Linked DNA regions of Macaca mulatta: region 1 is linked to region 2. A link is a contact called in public Hi-C data. All regions are on one chromosome and are shown on one strand. Each heading gives the region's core, a stretch centred on a gene start, on an enhancer-like site or on the middle of the called end of the contact. The rest is flanking DNA. Distances are from core to core; before and after follow the strand shown.

Evidence for each region. Hi-C and Micro-C count contacts between places; a contact is called where the count stands out from the background.
Region 1: a contact with region 2 is called in a Hi-C map of fetal cortical plate, with 4 times the contacts expected there. The contact joins the promoter of H3C2 here to the promoter of H4C8 in region 2. A contact is called at or near these places in 2 of 14 Hi-C or Micro-C datasets (fetal cortex germinal zone and fetal cortical plate).

The regions. Positions count from the first base shown.
Region 1 is chr4:157,074,953-157,080,331 of T2T-MMU8v2.0, reverse strand. H3C2 (H3 clustered histone 2) reads right to left here and starts at 2,561. Exons shown (of 1, transcript XM_078000875.1): 1 at 878-2,561. The coding sequence starts at 2,524. The coding sequence ends at 2,114. It overlaps H2AC4 (H2A clustered histone 4), which reads right to left and starts at 4,029. Exons shown (of 1, transcript NM_001193724.2): 1 at 3,637-4,029. The coding sequence starts at 4,029. The coding sequence ends at 3,637.
Region 2 is chr4:156,826,766-156,831,890 of T2T-MMU8v2.0, reverse strand. H4C8 (H4 clustered histone 8) reads right to left here and starts at 1,724. Exons shown (of 3, transcript XM_078000864.1): 1 at 1,227-1,724. The coding sequence starts at 1,689. The coding sequence ends at 1,378. It overlaps TRNAM-CAU (transfer RNA methionine (anticodon CAU)), which reads left to right and starts at 2,743; the gene lies at 2,743-2,814.

The sequences.
Region 1 (5,379 bases), core at 1,312-3,811, 250 kb before region 2:
CAAACAACACCCCCTTTTTGTCTCCAATCTCACCTTAATTACTCCTCTAATAAAAAACAATCGATTCTTAATATAATGATATTAAAATGTTTGCACTACTCACGAATATAAAATGCTCAATAAATTTTCTTTCACAAATGAGAATTTCATCCATTCTTTTTTTTTTTTTTTTTTTTTTTTTTGAGACGGAGTCTCACGCTGTTGCCCAGGCTGGAGTGCAGTGGCGCGATCTCGACTCACTACAAGCTCCGCCTCCTGGGTTCACGCCATTCTCCTGCCGCAGCCTCCCAAGTAGCTGGTACTACAGGCGCCCACCACCACGCCCGGCTAATTTTTTGTATTTTTAGTAGAGACGGGGTTTCATCGTGTTAGCCAAGATGGTCTCGATCTCCTCACCTCCCAAAGTGCTGGGATTACAGGCGTGAGCTACCGTGCCCGGCCCATTCTTTAAGTATCAACTGTAAATGAAGAGTTACAGCAGAATCCTTGTTCTGTTGAGGAGAGGGCAAAGAATGTAAGTGAGGGAGCGAACAGCTGGACTGAGCTACCACCCCCAGTCCATCTGATCCTCACACAGTAATATCACTTTATTATTTTATGCTATTGGCCAGACCCCGTACCTCCAACACTTTTTCTTACAGATAAAGAAAATATAAAAAGTCAAGCACTGTCCATCAGATCCAGCACATCTATAACTGGAAAAAACAAAATACTTTACCTTCAGCTGGGCCCAGAGCTTGGGGGTAGTCACCTTGGCATAGACCAAGTCCATTGGCATCTCTAACATACTCTGTCTATGGATAACAAATGTCTGTGCCAGGTAGAGTCGCTTGTATGAGTCAAGAAAAACAAAATATAAAACACACAGGCATATTCATTTTCATAATTTTTAAATGCAAATATTACTTTGTAAACCAAACACTGCTTTATTAAAAGCTGGAACACAAGTGAATTTAAGTAAACAATGCAATTCAAACTTAATATTTTGTGTGTGTGGTTTGTTGTTGTTGACAGTTGGTCAGGTGATTTTAGTATGGTACATCAATTTACACTCTAGATGTAGGCCAAGAAAGAATGTTATCTGTGTAAAAAATATTTATTGTAAAAAAGAATGTGAGGCAAGGTCTTTGGAATTAGTAGTTGTAATGTTCGACAATCTGTGGTTGTTATAAAGTTAGTTTGTAAAATGTGATCTAAAAGTTATATGATAAAAAAACTACAATCATAAAATATTCAAATTATATTTTAAACATTACTTTTGTTTACATTCAGTATTTCCATCCCTATAAATTTTCTTCCAGTATTCAACCCCCAACCTCCAGAAAACCGAAAAGCAAGATCAACAGAAATAAAATGGTTAAAATTTGTAAATTCTAGATTTTAATAGATAACTACAGGCAAGAAGTAGTGGGAAAAAAAATGTGGCATGTCATGGTGCATAGTCCTAGAGGAGATAAAGCAATGCAACCAGCTAGACTATTTACAAGCAAAGCCACACATATAAAATAATTAATATATAAGGAATTAAATTATGCTTGGTCGACAGATTGACAGATGAAAAGTGGGTAGCTAGCTATGGATAAAATGAGAGCCAGTTAGATCCCTGCCTCACATTTTGCACCAGAATAACTTTCAGGTTAATGTGGACAGCCAAATGAATTAAAAATAAAATTCTTCTAAGCATTTTGAGTAAGACATTGGAAGTCGCGAGACATAACTTTTCAATCTTTTGAAAGCTTCACAAAAGAGCCTAGTAAGCACCAGTTAACCACTTGCCTGGTTTTTCCCTTATATTCTTAGCCTTAGAAAGTTGTTTTAAAAAATGCTAATCATAGCAAGCTAGAGGCCTGAATGGACAGGTGGACTTATACAGCTTCTCCTCCCCAAATAGCACCTAAGAAGCTCAGAAATAGTCTACACTGCCAAACGGGTCAAACCACATTTCTGTTAATGAACTTAAGAACATAGTCTAATGCTTTCTGGGGATTCTTGGTTTGCTGTTGTCGAGTTTATTAACAAAAACGTAGTTATCACAGCTACTTTCGTTGGAATAATTGAGTGGCTCTGAAAAGAGCCTTTGGGTTTTAGGACTGATCAAAATGTAACTTTAGGTTTACGCTCTCTCTCCGCGAATGCGGCGAGCAAGCTGTATATCCTTGGGCATAATAGTCACCCGCTTGGCATGAATGGCGCAAAGGTTTGTGTCCTCAAAGAGCCCTACCAAGTAGGCCTCGCAAGCCTCTTGTAGTGCCATCACCGCTGAGCTCTGGAAGCGAAGGTCGGTCTTGAAGTCCTGGGCGATTTCTCGCACTAGGCGTTGGAACGGCAGCTTTCGGATCAGCAGCTCGGTCGACTTCTGGTAGCGACGGATCTCGCGCAGAGCTACAGTGCCCGGGCGGTAACGGTGAGGCTTTTTCACGCCGCCGGTGGCCGGCGCGCTCTTGCGAGCAGCCTTGGTAGCCAGCTGCTTGCGTGGCGCCTTACCGCCCGTGGACTTGCGAGCAGTCTGTTTGGTACGAGCCATGGCAATAAGCAGAGAACCTTGCCTCAAGAGACGTTTGTGAAAGTAAAGAAAGAGCTACTCTTCTTTTATAGAGTCAGACCACCAACTATTGGCCGCAAGAAAATTCAAAAATCCCCTCGCCCTTCTTGGATTGGTCCATCTCTGTGCCTGGTTGAAGATTAAGAGAGGCTCCTGCTCTTTACGGTAGCTACTCTGACGTCATTTTCTTAACCCCTTAGCTGCTATTACACTGTGGCAAGTCTTGTACTGGAAAAGCTTCGTAGTCTTAAAATTTACAACCACACAAAGCAACGCGGAAACCTCCAATTGTTTCTAGTTAAAATATAAAAAAGAAAAAGAATATTGGAGGCGATTAGGGAAATTTGCATGTGTTCTTTATTTAAAATGATGTTTTTCTGGGTGTGGCATGAGTAGTGTGGGCAATTAACAAAACGCTCTTAGCCGGGTGTGGCGGCTCCCGCCTGTAATCCCAGCTACTCGGAAGGCTGTCAAGAGGATCGCTTGAGCCCGAGTTCGAGGTTACAGTAAGCTATTATCACCCCACTGCACTCCAGCTTGGCCGACAGAGGGAGACTCCACCTCAAAACAAAGCAAAACATCCCCCACACTGGAAAAAAGCTCCTTATCTTGGAAATACATGCTGAAATGTTCAGTGGTAATGTGTACGCTCTCAATTGTGTATGCCATCAATTGCTAGAGCAAATGGTGTGACATTTTCAAACTGTTTTGCCGTGTAGGGTATGCGTGTTTTGCTTAACACTTCCATTAAAAATACTTAAGGAGTGCACCCATGGGTATAATTTCCTTCCTCCAAAATGTAACTGCTGTGTGAAACTTAGCGAGGATCACCCCTGTAAAAGTGTTTTTTGTGCTGCATGGCATTTCTCCTACATATGTAGAGTTCCTTAAAGGGTTTACATAGATCAAGATTTCTGCAGGACAAATTACTAAAAGTGCCACACGAAAACCATCAAAAACACCTCAAAACATCTGTGTGGGCTGCATAATACAAAGCATAACAGCTCATTTAACGGAAGTCGTAGGTGGCTCTGAAAAGAGCCTTTGTTGTTAGGCTGATTTCGTCTGCTGACAGTGTATGAAACGTTAACACTTCACTTTCCCTTGGCCTTATGATGACTCTCAGTCTTCTTAGGCAGCAGTACCGCCTGAATATTAGGCAGAACGCCGCCCTGGGCGATGGTCACACGCCCCAAGAGCTTATTAAGCTCCTCGTCGTTGCGGATGGCTAACTGCAGGTGGCGCGGGATGATGCGGGTTTTCTTGTTGTCGCGGGCCGCATTGCCCGCCAGCTCCAGGATCTCGGCGGTCAGGTACTCAAGCACCGCCGCCAGATACACCGGCGCGCCAGCCCCGACGCGCTCGGAGTAGTTGCCTTTGCGGAGCAGGCGGTGCACCCGGCCCACGGGGAACTGCAGACCTGCACGAGAAGAACGAGTCTTAGCCTTGGCGCGGGCTTTGCCGCCTTGTTTGCCGCGACCAGACATAGATAGTTCAGCTAGAATAAAAAAATACCCACAGGAAAATGTAACGAGAATATGTTAGGAGAGAAGGCAGAGAAGCATTTATACTGACTGGAGGTAGGCTGTGGGGAATTCTCCCATTGGCTAATTTCAAATACCCAATGGGAAATCAGAATCTGCATCCTTCATTTGCATGTAATCCTCCCATCTGGTGTAAGGTTTATGTTTGATTCAAACCCCAGTATGGCTTGAGGAGCCTTCGATTTGAATGCTAACAATAATTGACCCAATTAGGATTTTGTCAAAATATCTTTTTTAAGCATGAGTGGAGGTTTTGTTCTGGTTATTTTGACTTTTAGCCGCTAGTGCTTTACCGGGATTGTGACTCATGGTTTTGGAAAGGAGTGGACTCCGACCAATTTCTAAATAGATATTTAAGAGGTCCTTCAAACCGGGCGCGGTGGCTCATTCCCGTAATCCCAGCACTTTGGGAGGCCGAGGAGGGCGGGCCAGGCGTTCGAGACCAGCGTGGACAACATGGAGAAACCCTGTCTCCAGTAAAATACCAAAAAAAGAAGGGGGAAAAAAAAAAAAAAAAGAAAAAAAAGACGGGCTTGGTAGTTAGTGCACGCTTGTAGTTACAGTTACCCGAGAAGCTGAGGTGAGAGGATCGCTTGAACCGGAAAGGCGGAGGTTGCAGTGAGTTCAGTTAGAGCCACCACACTCCAGCGTGGGCGACAGAGCCAGGAGGCTGTTTCAAAGAAAAAAAAGGTTGGGTGGGGGGGAAGGAAGAAAAGGGAATACCTCAAATCCCAGCTGTAGAAGCTTATAAGCTCTCTGATTCATAAGGGAAAGAGAAGGGGATGTAAGCAACTTAGTGGAGAGTATATGATTCGGGAGAAAAATAAATGGGTATTTCAAAGAATAGGTGACAGCTATGACAAAGTCTGTTTAGATGGTGTTAACGGCCAGTCTCCTCTCCTGTGATACAGTTAATCTTCTCTGGTTGATGAGATTCCCCAGGGAAGTGAATCTTAACTAAATTTCTTTTTGAATTTTTTTTTAATTTTTGAAATTTTTGATAACAGGAGTTCAGAGAAAGCTCCTCCCTGAATCTCCTAAGTGCCCTCAGTTCAAAGAAACCAGCATAACAAAGTGGCATACTTTTGAGTTGCATTTCCTGAACTTTTTCATAACACTGAATGAGGAGTCTCTGGAATCTTTCAGGAAATGGGAGAACAAACATTCCATAACACAGAAATACTCAAAATGGGATTATTATCATAAAAGTGTTTCTCTGACCTTCTTCTGCCTTCCTGTCTCTAAGTCCCATTCTCTGCAAAGGCTAGCCATAGAAACCAGAATTCCTCCTCA
Region 2 (5,125 bases), core at 475-2,974:
TATGTTATGTGCTCAATTTTTGTTGTTAATTTTATGTCCTCATACAAACCAGTGCTTTAGCTCCGATAACATCGTTCTTTTCATATTAATGCACAAGTCCATATCTTTGAAAAAGATGACACTCAAAGTAACTCCACTGATTTTCCCAATTTCAAACTTAGAACCCTACAATTTGCTTGCTGACCACAAAGAGGAAAAATCTGATTTTACAATGTAACTATCATCCTAAACCAGCAATTGTCCTATTATCTTCAACGTAGATAAAACAGACATATGTCTCTGATGTGGTGCACCAGTATGTACATATAAACTCTTCCTGACAAGAATATAAACCTGATTTCAACTAAGTATACAAAAGTCACTTCTGCTCAGGACAGAGTATAGAAACCAAGTAAAATGACACCATTAGAAAAGCCAATCCAGGCCGGGCGCGGTGGCTTACGCCTATAAATCCCAACACTTTGGGAGGCCGAGGCGGGCGGATCTACTAAAAATACAAAAATCAGGTGGGCGACTGTAATCCCACCTATTTAGGAGGCTGAGGCAAGAGAATCGCTTGAAACCGTAAGGCGGAGGATCGCGCCACTGCACTCTAGCCTGGACGAAAGAGAAACACTCCGTCTCAAGAAAAAAAAAAAATAGGTTTTGGTGATGTTTCTATATTGCTCACTAAGCGATACTCTTTTAATGTTCTTATAATACGCAGAAACACATTTTATTAGGTCTAATGGAAACAGTACTTAATAGCTCTCGAATGAACATTTATATTGTTACCCCACACTACCTTTTGCTGACCAGTTTTGTCACCAAGTCAAAAGCAGCAGCGTAAACGCCGCCTGTACTTAGATTTACGATCCTACTCAGGGAGATCTGTTGCGCTCACGGATTCGCCTTTAAGGACCGCCGCCTGGGTGCGAGGCTTCTTTGTTCTCAGCCCTCCCCGCCATTTTGAAAACAGTAACGTGGAGTCTTCCCCGAGTTTCCTACAACTTCCGTAATCCTTGAGATCCTTACGAACACTTCAAGCTTAAACTGAAAAGGAAAGCCCCACGAGAATTATAAACCGTGCCAATACAGCTTACTCACTGCTATCTAACGCCCTAAGGTGTCCAAGAAAACTAAACGTTAAACATACCAACTACCCCCAAATAGGAAATAGTAACTTTTAAGTTTTTTGTGCCCAAATCCTAAACATGCGCGATTAACCACAAGAAATTAAACGTTACCTGCAAATGCACACTAGTGCACAACGACTGCCTTTTCAGCAAAAACCTGGAACAGGATAACAAGATGTCCGCTCTTTTACGAAGAAAGTGGGCGGCCCTAAAAAGGGCCTTTGGTTGTAAAGAGAAATACTGAGTGGAGTAAGCGGGAGCCTTAACCACCGAAGCCGTAAAGAGTGCGTCCCTGTCGCTTCAGCGCATAGACCACATCCATTGCTGTTACAGTCTTGCGTTTAGCATGCTCCGTGTAAGTGACTGCATCACGAATCACGTTCTCCAGGAACACCTTCAGAACACCACGGGTCTCCTCATAGATAAGGCCAGAAATACGCTTGACACCGCCGCGGCGAGCAAGGCGGCGGATGGCTGGCTTAGTGATGCCCTGAATGTTGTCCCGCAAAACCTTGCGGTGACGCTTAGCGCCTCCCTTACCTAAGCCTTTCCCACCCTTACCACGTCCAGACATGACTAACCAGCTCCCAAAGCCGCTTTCAGGAACCTAAAAGCCGAGGAGAGCAACGACGCCCTTATATGCAGGGAATTCGGACCTAATTGAAGACTGAAAGCGCGCATACGGGAACTTTGGTCCTGCTTCTTGGTCTCACCCTATGCAGCCCGCCCTGGATGATGTCACCAACAACTTCAGCCTTTGACATCTGAGCGCGGGTTCCGTGGAGGCGTCTCTCGCAATTGCTGGGAAATAGGAATGGGAGTTTTACGGCTGTTTTAACAGCTAAATCAGATTAAAGAAATCAACATGTTTAAATTATTATCAATTGTTTCTTGAGTTGCTTTAGGACAATTGGAGACGAGCTTCGGTCCACAGGACTGAAAGCCTGAGGAGTCCAGCTTTGTCCCCAAGGTCACAGTGACTGGCATTTCTGCTGCCTACTGTAAAGCACATGCGGACCGAAACCTCCTTCGGAAGTGTTTGACAATTGCAAGATTTCACCCTCTCTATCATCAAGCCGAGGGAAACGTAACCAAAACGGTTTTCTTCCCGATGGCGAAGACATGGTAGGTTAGTGATTCGTGGTAGAATTATCCCCCTCCGCGCGGAGGCTTGATTCTATTCCCAGTTTGTTCTCTTCTTTCCCTACTTATTAAAATTTGTAATTGCCATTTCAATATCTAAGTGCCCCTCACAACTGCACCCAGTGTGTGGGTTTCGGGGTGGGTTTTTGGGGGGTTTTTTTTCCCCTTTTTTTGTTTTATTGAGACAGGGTCTTGCTATGTTGCCTGCGTTCGTCTCCCGAAGTGCAGTGACTGCAGGCGTGAGCTACTACAGAGTGACTCTCGCACCTAGCCCACTAGTGTATTGATGTTTACTTTTCTATCCCTAGTTTTGTTTTCTGTTTGATTCTGGTAGACGCCTTTTTCCAAAGTGAGTTGGCAACCTGTGGTAGCCAAAGTATGAAATAGGCAACTTATCGTAGGCTCGCTCTTAAAATACGAAGTGGTCTGAGCGCATCGCCTGTAAGTAGTTAAGAGTATTGTGAGGAAGGCTTGGTGATGGAGGAGCAGAGTGGCGCAGCGGAAGCGTGCTGGGCCCATAACCCAGAGGTCGATGGATCGAAACCATCCTCTGCTAGACCTTTTTTTCCCTTGTCTCTTCCGAATAATTTTTTTTTCTAGTTACAATTTTTTTAGGTTAAACAATAATGAAAGAAAACAAAATGAGAATGGCGTGAACCGGGAGGCTGAGGCAGGAGAATGGCGTGAACCCGGGAGGCAGAGCTTGCAGTGAGCTGAGATCCGGCCACTGCACTCCAGCCTGGGTGACAGAGCGAGACTCCGTCTCAAAAAAAAAAAATAATCAATACACTTTGGGCGATGGGGCCAGGAGAGATTAGTCAATCCACCAGTAATATTAATAGAGCTAAGGCTTAAGAAGTACATAATTATTCCATGGTGACTCAACCATGCCTGGGATTGGACTGTAAGGCAACTGCCATTGAGCGACGTATCCTTGGTGATACATAAAGGGAATCCCTCCAATGGGGCGGTGTAATTGATACTATTGTTCTGAGAATCTAATTGTTCTCTGTCGGGGGAGTTAAGGATCCTGGAGTCCATGCTCACTGATCACGATATACCTCAGGAGGAGTGTTACTCTGGAGTACAAGTCACACTACTCAGGGGTTAGGAACAGATGCCCAATATGTTTTTGCTTCTACACAGGGGAAACACACCGCACAGGAGACTGCAGCTAGTATGGCCAAGACCATCGAGTCAGGAGTTTTTGCCTGACCCTGACACTCCAGCATTTTCTCAGCTTCCTGCGTGGTTTTCTTGATCTGTCCCCATGTTATGGGGGTGGATGTCAATGTGACTCCAGTCAGCCCTCGTTCCATTTTCGCATTCAGATTCAACTAGCCTATGGCTTGTACTGGGGGAACCGGGCCCGTGGTTGCGATCCATGGATCCCACCAGTCTCCTGTTCCATGGTTGCACACATCTGGAGAGCACCTACACGGTTTGTCCATCTCCTGTAAAAACACAAGCATACCCTCATACCCACGTCAGCAAATCCACTGGGCCTTTCCATTGTCCTTCCAGGGATTTCCATAACACCTTTGGATAAACTTGCCTCTTTCCCTCTAACACTTGCCAGTGTCGTTCTGCCGGAGTCTTACCATCCATACCAGGAGTCAAAAAATTTAAAGTAAACAAGGCTAAATGTGATTTTATTTAAGGTGGTAGCTGGTCTCCTATTCTCCCGTTTTTCTCAACATACACCATAGTGTTTGATGTGCCCACTCTATAATACCTTGTCCTTGGGGTTGTAAGAAATTCCTGTTTTATGAGTGATTGCCCATAACTGTAAAAACTTTTGAAAAGCACGACTAACATAAGCAGGTCCATTGTCAGTTTTTAATTGTTTAGAGACTCCCATATGGGCAAATGATGACAAACAATGCCATCGGACATGGCCAGCAGTTTCCCCTGTTTGATATGTGGCATGTAACATATGGGAGTAGGTGTCTATAGTCACATGAACATAGCTAAGTTTGCCAAAGGCTGCTGTACGTGCAACATCCATCTGCCAGATTTCATCTGGAGCCAAGCCTCATGGGTCGCATCCTTCCATGGGTGCAACACCAGGGACATGCTGACAAGTGGGGCAGGCTTGCACAATAGCTTGAGCTTGGCTGCAAAGCAGATGAAACATAGAAGTAAGGGCAGAGGTGTTTTGATGCAGTAATGTATGGGAAGCTTGGGCTTGTTGAAACACAGAACCAATTAATTTATCTGCTTTATCATTACCTTGAGATAGTGGTCCAGGAAGTTGCATGTGAAAGCGAACAGGAGCAGCACGAGAGCAAATAGCTTGTTAAGTCTCAGAAACAAATTAAGCAGCTCTGGTTCTAGGGTGCCCTTAATAGTGACAGTCTCAATGCAACTACCTGCATTTTCAACATAGGCTAAATCGCAGACAACATAGGAGATAAAGCTGTGAGCTCTAAAACCTGAATAACTGCCATTAACTCTGAACACTGAGCTGAAACTCCAGAGGTCTTTATTGTTTGAGTATGCTTAGTTACATAAATAGCCGTGCGGCCTTTGTAAGAGCCATCAGTAAAATAAGTCCTTCCACCTGGAATGGGCTTGTGATGAGTAATTACAGGGAGGATAAAAGGGTGAACTTTATAAAATTGCAAAATTTTGTCTGATGGATAATGGTTATCTATTATCCCCACAAAATCTGCAAAAGCGATTTGCCGTGCAGTGGACATTTCCCATACTGCGGCCTGTTGTTGGGAATCCAAGGAAACAATAATTTTATCAAGATCACATCCTGTAAGCATTTTTTATCTATGCCTACCTATTGTTATAAGTTGAGTAATTAAAGAAAGATAAACTTGCACAGATTTCACTGTCTGATTGGATTTTAAAAAGCC